Regions from separate parts of the Mus musculus genome. Here region 1 is linked to region 2. Evidence: chromatin contacts called from public Hi-C data. All regions are on one chromosome and are shown on one strand. Each heading gives the region's core, a stretch centred on a gene start, on an enhancer-like site or on the middle of the called end of the contact. The rest is flanking DNA. Distances are from core to core; before and after follow the strand shown.

Region 1 (5,652 bases), core at 1,279-3,778, 59 kb before region 2:
GGGTTATCAGAATGGTGGAATCCCTTATTAAGAGGTGAGTTCCTTTTGGATCAGCCAAAGCTTTCCTGATTCTAATTTTCTTATATTTCTCTCGCTGCTTAGGATCTCCTTAGAAAACTAATTCATCATAGTCTATTCCCTCACTAGTACATTAGTGTACTAGTAACTAGTGGACTAGTTAACACTTGGAGCTGTCTTCCAGCATCTTATTTAAATGAACAAAACACCAGAAATCATATTGAACACAGACCCCTATATATGCTGGGAAAGTACTCTATTCTGAGCTAAACCACGAACCCCTAGACATCCTATTTAATTGAGCCATCTACTTCCAGGCACCATGAGCTTTAATGTGACATCTAGTCAAGGGGTAGAGGGTGAGAGAAGAGATGAACACCGAGTAAGCAACACAGAAGTAAGGAACCTACGTGATATATTTGAGGGAAGGGTTATTTCTATATCTCACTGACCCAGAGATTCCGACTGAAGTAGGTTGAAGCCAAAAGCAGATAAGGAGGCAAGCATGCAGAAGGCAGGTAAGAAGAATGCTCTTACCAGGGTGTCTTAGTCAGGGTTTCTATTCCTGGACAAAACATCATGACCAAGAAGAAAGTTGGGGAGGAAAGAGTTTATTCAGCTTATACTTTTCACATTGCTGTTCAATTCCAAAGGAAGTCAGGACTGGAACTCAAGCAGGTCAGAGAGCAGCAGCTGATGCAGAGGCCATGGAGGGATGTTCATTACTGGCTTGCTTCTTCTGGCTTGCTCAGCCTGCTCTTTTATAGAACCCAAGACTACCAGCCCAGAGATGGTCCCACCCACAAGAGGACCTCCCCCGCTTAATCACTAATTAAGAAAATGCCTTACAGCTGGATCTCGGGGAGGCATTTCCCCAACTGAAGCTCCTTTCTCTGTGATGACTCCAGCTGTGTCAAGTTGACACAAAACTAGCCAGTACACAGGGAAAAGGTAGACTTTTCTGTTCTTTACAAGCCTACAGAAGAACTATCAGTTTTACTAATTTAGGAGTTCAGGTGTTAACATCATCCAAAAACACTCACACAGAAATGCTGGTAACAATGTAAAACCAGTATTTCAGCACCCCTGCACCCAGGAAGTAGATGGATGGATGGATGGATGGATGGATGGATGGGTGGATGGATGGGTGGGTGGATGGATGGGTGGGTGGATGGATATACACCCTCCTCACATCTCACCTTCCATCAGTAGTCTCCATCCCTCGGAAATTCTTCTAAGGAAAATGTTATAGTAAAGTTGCATTTTCATATCTAAGAACATTTCTGTTATTCCCATTCTTGAATGTGTTATCGGTTTAAATGTTAAATAAAACTAATTAAAAATTCAAAGCTCCTTTCAATTATCCTCTAGCTTTATTTTTAACAAAATATTCAAACTATGTAGTCTCTTGAATATTATTCTACTCACTTTTTACTTTTGAATATAATGTTTTAAAAAGTACATAATTTATTTTCCTAAATGGCAATTTTTACTTTTTTGGCCATGTCCTAAAGAAATATGTCAAAAGTTATTTTCTTTTTATTCAGGATTTTAAAGGAGGCAACATAATATCTTCTGCACACTTACAGTGCTAGCTGTATGGGACAGCACTGCAAGAAGAGTCATGCACAGCCCGACTGTCAGCAAGTTGAGCTGTCAATAGCTATCCATTATCATTTGTCTTCTGTACTTAGTTACTGAACATCTCAAATGGATTTTGATTATTTTTCACATCCTTAGAACTCAAACATATTTGTTGGATGTTCTCCATGGCATAATAAAAAGCATCTTAAAAGCAATTTTAAATGATGGCTAATACAAATCACTTTACATGAAAAGTCATGCTCAAAAATAATTTTTATTACAACTGATGTAACAAATATCTCATTCAAGAGCAATGCTATAAATCCAAGCAAGTAAAAATGGTAGCTCAGTCTCAGACAAAAGTGGTACCAGAGCACAACAAAAGTGTTAAGTATTTAAACTACCTTACTGCCTATTCCAAGAAAGGATTTCAGTATTGAATATGACTCTTCAGGCCCTTTCTTTACTTGGCTCCTATTCATCATGCTTTCTACTTGTCTCTCACCACTCCTCATTTTCCAAGGTTCTGTCCACTGCTCACTTTTCTCAGCAAGAAGTCACCTACATGACAATAATATGTAAGTCTAAACCTCTCTTGAAATTTAGCACTTATCATTCAACTGCCTGCTAGATATTTCGCTATGAATTTGTACTTCCTCTTGGGTTATCTTCTGGCACTGAGTTCCTAGTCAACCGAATCATCTACTTAAACACATGCAATTGAATTCCCTGTTAAAAGTCAGGAAGTGAATATCTAGAGACCCAGCTCAGTCAACAGAGCCTTCTGGTTTTGTCTGCCACAAGACCAACCAAAGTTAATGACTGACTCAATAATGCTGCTGCACACAGGGATCTAGGACACCACCAAGAATCCAGAGCAAAGCTAGGCAGTGACAGGTGTTAGGAGTTGAAGCACTAAGCAGGCTGAGAGAGATTTGTCAAATTCTAGTCAGCCTGGGCTACGTGGTGAGGCTCTGTCTCAAACAACAGTTACAATACAATTCAGAGGAAGCTGAGTGCAGTGTAGTAAGACTGCAGACCCAGAATCTCTGGACAGTAAGGTAGGAGAATCATTTGAACCCAGGGGTCAAAGCTAGCTTGGGCTACATAACAAGACCCTATCGCCATAATTCAGAACAGTATCCAAGACATTAACCCTTGGGCAGACATATAGAGAATATGGGTGCACTTTTGCTTTATTTATTTATTTTTATTATTTTTATTTTATTATTATTATTTTTTTTCCAAGACAGGGTTTCTCTGTATAGCCTTGGCTGTCCTGGAACTCACTTTGTAGACCAGGCTGGTCTCGAACGCAGAACTGGGATTAAAGGCGTGTGCCACCACACCCGGCTAAAATTTTTTTCTTTTCTTTTTTCTTTTTTTTCCGAGGCAGGGTTTCTCTGTGTTGCCCTGGCTGTCCTGGAACTCACTTTGTAGACCAGGCTGGCCTCAAACTCAGAAATCCGCCTGCCTCTGCCTCCCAAGTGCTGGGATTAAAGGCGTCCGCCACCACCGCCCGGCCTTTGTTTTATTTTTAAATCATCTCTTTATTCTAGTACCATTAGTCCTAGAACTTGACCAGACTGACAAAGACTGGACTATTGGGTCCAATAACATCAGGTACAAGAAACAAGCTAGGAGCTGTATAGCTGACCCTAACAAGGCCGAAGACACTTGTTAAGAAATGTTTAAGCTGAGTAGCTAAGACAGGAGGTAGGGAAGAAACAGGGAAAGAGAACAGCCATAAACTCAGTCACAGTAGAGGAAATCATACAAGAGGCAGTTTCAAGTTTTCATAATCCAAGCTGTCTATATAGCAATGAACACAGAAAAAAAGGCAAACATTTATGTACAAAATGATCAAAGACACTTGTTGAGGTAGGTCTTAACTTATCTCTGAAAGTACCTCTCAAAGAGGGGGGAAGCATACTTTTATATCAGTGTCTTTCAAGGAACTATCAATAAATAGAAAGTCTAGCACAAGGCCCACCCTCTGCATGGCCCACCCACAGCAGGAGCCACTACACTGTGCAGCAGATGCTACTGACTGAACCATCTCCCAAGCCCAGAACTTTTTTGTTCTTTTTCAAGACTTTTTATTATGTCCCTTATGTTATCATGTGAGTTTTAGGGGCCATTTATCAATGTCTCTAAAACGAAGAAGAAGAAGGAGGGGGAGGAGGAGGAGGAGGAGGAAAAAGAAGAGGAAGAGGAAGAGGAGCAGCAAACAAAAACACCACGTAATTTTTATAGGGTTGTATAGGTCAATTCAGAGTAGTGCTATATTAAGAATACTCTCTGCTCTGCTGCCAGGCAGTGATGGCGCACACCTTTAATCCCAGCACTTGGGAGGCAGAGGCAGGTTGATTTCTGTGAGTTTTAGGCTAGTCTGGTCTACATAGCACTTCCTTCCCAGAACAGTCACTACTAGAGAAACCTTGTCTTTAAAAAAAAAAACAACAACAAACATTAATAAATAAATAGAATACTGTCTCTGAATCCATGAATATGAAAAACATTGTTTACTTCATCTCCTTTCTTACAAAATGGTTTGTAGTTTTTACCACCAATACTATGTTTTTAAATGGTATTTTAAAATTTTCATTGTCTAACTGATCCTAGCATACAAAAAGTACAACTGCCTTTTTGGTTTGCTTTTGATATATTGACTTTGTACATCTAAATATTACAAAATTTGTAAAAGTTACTGTTTCAGTAATTGGTAATAAGAAATTGCTATCAGCATTTAATTTAACTATCAACATTAGTTGCTTTTTCTGAATTTTCATCTTAGATGGTTCCATATACATGAGAGGTGCCCTGAATAAAAGGTATTATAGTGTTGTAAAATGGCATGAACTACTTATATCATATTTTTTAAGCTAAAATGACTTTCAATAAACTAACAAATAGCTTTAAAAAGCAATGCAAAGAAACACAAAAAGAAACTGACAGAGCTAATACTTCAACTTGTGAAATCTGCTCTCTTTAGCTATGATGAAGGATTTTTTTTTTTAAATCAAATTTGGAAAAGAAAGGCAAAAAGCTAAACGTCACCATGAAGCTAGAAATATAGGTTTAGTCCAGCTGGGGGTTTTGTTGTTGCTTTTGTTTGTTTGTTTGTTTGTTTGTTTGAGACAGGGTTTCTCTGTGTATCCCTGGCTGTCCTGGAACTCACTTTGTAGACCAGGCTGGCCTCGAACTCAGAAATCCACCTGCCTCTGCCTCCCGAGTGCTGGGATTAAAAGACCTGCGCCACCACGCCCAGCTCCCAGCTAACCTAAGTACTGGCCTTAAGATGTCAGCTTGTACCAAAGAAAACTGAGTACCTATTATTTCTAAGTACAATGCATACATTGGACTGACTCTCTCTCTCTCTCTCTCTCTCTCTCTCTCTCTCTCTCTCTCTCTCACACACACACACACACACACACACACACACACACACACACACACACACGGCCATGTGCTGTAAGGTTGGGAAGAGAGGGCCATTTTTAGGATCAGGGTTAGGCTCAGACATGACACCACCATGGACAGTATTTTAAGCTACAGAACACAGAAGGATCTCAGACTATAAGGAATAGCCTGGGAAAAAAGAAACAATGGACACTGGAAGCCAGTGCAGAAATATATATACATATATATATCTAAGAGGTGAATGATGGAGGTAAGGAATGTGAAAACCATCAATTTAAATTTATGAGTTTGGACCGCCATGCCTGGCAACGAGAGTAAGGTTGGTGAAAGCAAGAGGCCTAAGTTTCTGGCAAAACACAAATAGGATAATGATAAAACACTTATCTTGTCACAATTTGTTTTATTAATTTTATATGATCAAAGTACGTTAAATACATCTATGAAAAAGTTATAATGAAACCAATTATTGTGTGCTCATAAAGATGTCTGAAAGGGCTGGTGAGATGGCTCAGAGATTAAGAACATTGACTGCTCTTCTGAAGGTCCTGAGTTCAAATCCCAGCAACCACATGGTGGCTCACAACCATCCATAATGATATCTGACGCCCTCTTCTGGTGTGTCTGAAG
Region 2 (4,984 bases), core at 1,821-4,320:
GCAAGGAGTACTTCCATCAGCCGTCACTGTTTAGCCTTCATTTTACAGCGGGCCCTCCATCTGTGAAGCCGAATCTAAAAGCAAGCAGGGAGAAAGATCTCCTCATGAGATTGGGCAGTAAGACCAGATCTCAGGAAGGGCAAGGTGGAAAGGAGGGAATAGATTCCAGGACATTGTGGGAGCGGGGGACTGGGGGGTGGGGGGGTGGGGCGTTAGGTTTGGGCCCAGAGTGGAGCTACTGTCTGGTCAAGACACCCTTGGCTGTGTCCCAAGCGTGTGCTGGAGCTGTGTAGGGGGCAATGGGGAGAGGGTGCCTCCTGGTGGCTCTACATAGGACTGCTCACTCTGCAAGCCTCCATAGCAAAAAACTATAGTTTTTTTAAAAATAAAAATAAAAATAAAAAAGAAGGGGCATAGACTTGATGAAGCCACACAGACCTCAGCAATCAGGATATCATTTTAATGCAATACAAAAAGAGAAAAGAAAAGAAAAAAAGGAAAAAGAAAATCAATGTGTAAGCTACCGCTTATGGGTTGGCCTCTTTATTGGAAATTTGGCAAAAAACCAGAGGGCATATGTCTCTGGTGCCTGCGACATTTCACAGAAAAGCACCAATAAGGGATTGGCTGGAGACATAGCTATTTGGGAAAGCAATTTGCAGCATATCTTCAGATCTAAAACCTTGGTCCTAGCATCCACACTGAGGCAATTAACAACAGCCTATAACTCCAGCTCTAGGGGATATGTCGCCCTCTTTTGGCCTCCGTGGGTACTGCACTCGTACACCCACCACATTTCAACTAAAAATAAAATATTAATAATTAAGGCCATGCTGTCTCCTTCTCATGCAGCGGTCGCCTGCTGGCTTCACCATGTTCTTAGGTTTCCTTTTTTCTTTTCCACCTGACACACTGACCACCTTTCTACAAAATAACAGGATTGTCAGAAACTATGACTCTTCAATGGCCCCTGAGGTACTTTTCCTATATCCTCGCAACAAAATATGGAACAGAAGTGACTTACATAAAGAAAGACTTATTCTGACCATCGTCTTATTCCATCCTACTGGGGAAGACATGGTAAAGTTCATGGTGATGACAGCAGAGGCTCAGGCAGAGACCCCGTTCAGTGTTCAAGGTTTGTCTCCAAGGATTCACTTCTAAAGGTTCTATATCCTCACGAACTAGGACCACCAGCTGATGACCAAGTGTTCAAACACATGAGCCCAGGAGGGATGCTTCACACTCAAATCGTGATAGCTCTCAAAGACCCATAAGGTGAGAGCCGAGTCCTCTGCACACACCAGCTACCTGTCTGGCTTCCATCACTGGGATAAATACCTGAACGAAATATCTAAATAGAAGAAGGATTTTGGCTTGCGGTTTGAGAGGATACTGACCACCATGACGGGGAGGGCATGGTAGTGGGGGTGGCCAGAACACAGTAGGAACACAGAGAGGTCCAGAGCAGGGCCAAGCTATGAGCCTCAAAGCCGGTCCCCCAGTGACTCACCTCCACCTGCTAGGTTCTGCCTCCTAAAGATCCCACAACCCCCACAACATCTCACCAATGGGGAACCATGTGAGTCTACAGGGGACATTTCCTACAAGCTACAATATCCTCCCAGAGGCCCAAAGGCTTGGCTGCCAGCCTGTGGTGTTCTTGGAGGTGGCAGAACCTCTAGGGGGTAGGGCCAACTTGGAAGGAACTTATGCCTGTGGGTTCTTGCATATTGCGTGCTTTTGCTGCGACTCTGTCTTTTTACAGGAGCCAAGCAGCCATGTCTGAATCTCTGAGGCAAACCAAAGTAAGGCTTCCCTCCTGATGGCTGGTTTAGTTCAGGCATGTTGTCACAGTGACAGACAGCCGAGGAGTACACCCTTACACTGTCACACATTTGACCAGAGGCCACTCCCCAACTCCAGCATCTTCCAGCCTATCTCTCTGGCCATATGGCCTCTAATATGATTATATCACAGCCATTCATATTATTGGAGTCCTCCTGTAGATGGTAAGTCACTTTTATCTTGCTTCATTTGAAACCTTTCTTTTTCTGTTTTGTACTTTTGCTACAGTGTGTATGTGCACACACGCACACACACATGAACATGCATGTGTGTTCCTGTATGTATCTGTATGTGCTCTGTGTGATCTGTTCTCTCTCTCTGTCTCCTGTGTGTGTGTGTGTGTGTGTGTGTGTGTGTGTGTGTGTGTGTCTGTCTGTCTGTCTGTCTGCCTGTGTTGTGTCTTTTGGGTCTATCCTGGGTGGAGTTTGTTGAATCTTTTAGACATGTGCATCGATGTTGTCAGTTTGAGGCTATTATTTCAACTATGATATAATTTTCCTGCTATTTGATATCCCTTTCTGCTATTCCCATTATGTTTATCCCAGTGCAGTGAATGGTGCCACATGTTGTTATGAGATTCTGTTCACTATTCTTGATTTTTTTCCCTGTTTCTCAAATAGTATGCTCGGTACCCTTCTAGCTTTCCAACTCCAGGATTTCTGATTCTTTTTCTTACCTCTGCTCTGCTATAAAGTAACCATCCAATCTCCAGTAACATTTGTTTTAATTTAAAATTTTAGTTTATGTGTATGGGTGTTTTTACCTGTGTACCACCTAAATGCAGTAAGAAGCCAGAAGAGGGCAACTGATTTCCTGAAACTAGAGTTGTTAGCCACCATGGGAGTAGTGGGAATCAAACCAGGGTCCTCTGGAAAATCAGCAAGTCAAGTGCTCTTACCCTCCGACCCATGTCTCCAGCCCACCTCCAACAACATTTAAAGAAATCTCTTTTAGGCCAGGCATGGTGGTGCACGCCTTTAATCCCAGCACTTGTCAGGCAGAGGCAGGTGGATTTCTGAGTTCAAGGCCAGCCTGGTCTACAGAGTGAGTTCCAGGACAGCCAGGACTACACAGAGAAACCCTGTCTCGAAAAACCAAAACCAAAACCAAAACCAAAAAAAAAAAAAAAAAAAAAAAAAACTTTATTGCTACCAGACTTTCCGTTATTTCTCAAGTATGATCTCCAGTGGCAATTTCAACATATATATGACAGCTGGCACCTCCTCTCAGTGGTTTCTGTTGCTTTCTCCACTCCACCTCACCCCACCCATTCATGTCATGGGATTTCTGTTCTGTTTTGTTTTGAACTCATGTCTTTTAACTTTAACTTGGGCACTGGGCATTTAGAGTATGGCCCTGGGCATGTATGTGGTCAGTCTGAAAGGACAATGGCTTGCCCAGTGAGCCCTGTGACTGTCTCCCATCCCTCCATTAGCTGTCTGCCTTTGCTGGTATCGCATCTAGCTGCTACACTCCAGCTCACTGAAGTCTAACAGGTCTGCTGTTCACAACAATGTCTGGGGCCGTGGATTGCTGCAAAGGCTGACAGCTGAAGTGCAGGCTCTGTCCCAGGGGCAGGCTGTTCAGATCCCAGGAGGGCTCCCTGTGGCTTACATTGTTTTTCAGTGATTTGCTTTGGTAAGCTGTTTGCCTTACGCTTAGCTTATTGGGATTTTGTAGCTGTGGCCTTCTATTAATTTCTTGCTACTGAGATCTTTAGTGGTTTTGAAATTATCCTTGGGTTTGAAGTAGTCTTTGAAGAGTTTAAGAGACGCCTGTGCTTACAGCTTGATCATGGCCCCCTTTCTCAGGGTGACACCCTTGCTTTTTGCGTTGAATACTAAATGGGACATCTTTCTGTCTCTTTTCTTTCCTCTCTCCCTCCCTCTCTCCCTCCCTCCCTCCGTCCCTCCCTCCCTCCCTCCCTTCCTTCCTTTCTCCACAGCAAGGTATTTCCACCACATGGGTGAGCTACTGTGAGTGTGAGCAGGGCCCCTGACACTCCCAGAGGAAGCAGCGAGGACCATCTATTCTCTGCATGGGGCTGTGTGCAGGAAGGGCTCCTTACCTCTCTGCTTTGCTCAGTCGAGGCTGCACCTTAGTAGAGCTGGACCCCCAGTGGGAGAGCCTGGCAGCCTGTCTTCTTTGTAGGGCTGAATCCTGTCGGGCTTTGTGTTCTTGGCTGTGCCCTTTGGAGTTGACTTGTGTTGTTGCTCATGAGAGGAAGTGGTCACGGTTCAAATGTCACAAGACTCATAGTTTATACAGTTTTAGTAAATTTTCTTGTCTCTTTTGTTTTGATGTGTGTGTGTGTGTGTGTGTGTGCATGTGGATGCAGATGTGTGTTTGGGTGTACTTGTACATGAGAATGGAGTGCAGATGTCAATATTTGATGTCTTCTGTTAGCCTCTGCTTTATTCATATTTGTTTGTTTGTCTATTTATTTATTTTGGTTTTTAGAAACAGGGTTTATTTATTTGTTTGTTCATTTTGACTTCCTGAGACAGGGTTTTTCTGTGTAGCCCTGGATATCCTGGCAGCTACTCTGTAGATCCGGCTGGACTCGAACTCAGAGCTCATCTGCCTCTACCTCCCCAGTGCTGGGATTAAAGATGAACACTACCACCGCCCGGCTTCCACTTCCTTCTTTTGAGACAGGGTGATTCACTGAATCTGGAGTTCATCATTTTGGCTAGACTGTCTGGCCAGTGGGCTCCTGGGACCTGACCGTCTCTTTTCCTCTGGTGCTGGTGTGCACAGATATGTGCTGCTATGCCTGGCTTTTTTCCTGGGTGCTGATGTGAACTCAGGTCCTCGTGCTTGGCCAGCAAATACTTTACACACGGATCCATCTCCAAAGTGCAGACTTCCCTGAGTAAACTTTCTTGAGTTGCTCCATGATGTAAGATAATTTCTAGAGGATTTAGAAGAAGTCATTTTCACCACATATAGTTACTTCACTCTGTACCTTATCCACAGAGCTTTTTCTAACAGCACGTGGCTCTAGGCAAGACCACAGGCTCTTTGTTCTGGGCATCGAAGTGGGAACCCTCATTTCAAATTATTAGAATGTTTTTGAAGTGCTGTGGGCTGAACTCAGGACTTTGAACATTGTAGGCAAGTCATTTACCACTGA

Evidence for each region. A called contact is a pair of places that touch in the nucleus more often than the background predicts.
Region 1: a contact with region 2 is called in a Hi-C map of hematopoietic stem and progenitor cells, with 1.7 times the contacts expected there. The contact joins two enhancer-like sites. A contact is called at or near these places in 1 of 15 datasets of contacts at CTCF or cohesin (the G1E-ER4 cell line), 26 of 484 Hi-C or Micro-C datasets (the Ba/F3 cell line, CD4 T cells, ECoMG-derived neutrophils and 19 more) and 4 of 115 datasets of contacts at active chromatin or transcription factors (CD8 T cells, the HPC-7 cell line, double positive thymocytes and 1 more).

Annotation. Positions count from the first base shown.
Region 1 is chr11:50,039,492-50,045,143 of GRCm38.p6, reverse strand. All of the region lies in intron 1 of Rnf130 (ring finger protein 130), which reads right to left. Among named protein-coding and RNA genes, the nearest start is that of Rnf130, 17 kb to the right of the region's middle. Within about 2 kb of position 2,528, at least 28 of the 459 cell types and tissues checked have an H3K27ac peak or open chromatin away from gene starts, as enhancers often do. A contact at or near this core is called in the G1E-ER4 cell line, bone marrow-derived macrophages, hematopoietic stem and progenitor cells and 2 more, where this site is marked.
Region 2 is chr11:49,982,152-49,987,135 of GRCm38.p6, reverse strand. No RefSeq gene overlaps it. Among named protein-coding and RNA genes, the nearest start is that of Rnf130, 41 kb to the left of the region's middle. Within about 2 kb of position 3,070, at least 72 of the 459 cell types and tissues checked have an H3K27ac peak or open chromatin away from gene starts, as enhancers often do. A contact at or near this core is called in the G1E-ER4 cell line, bone marrow-derived macrophages, hematopoietic stem and progenitor cells and 2 more, where this site is marked.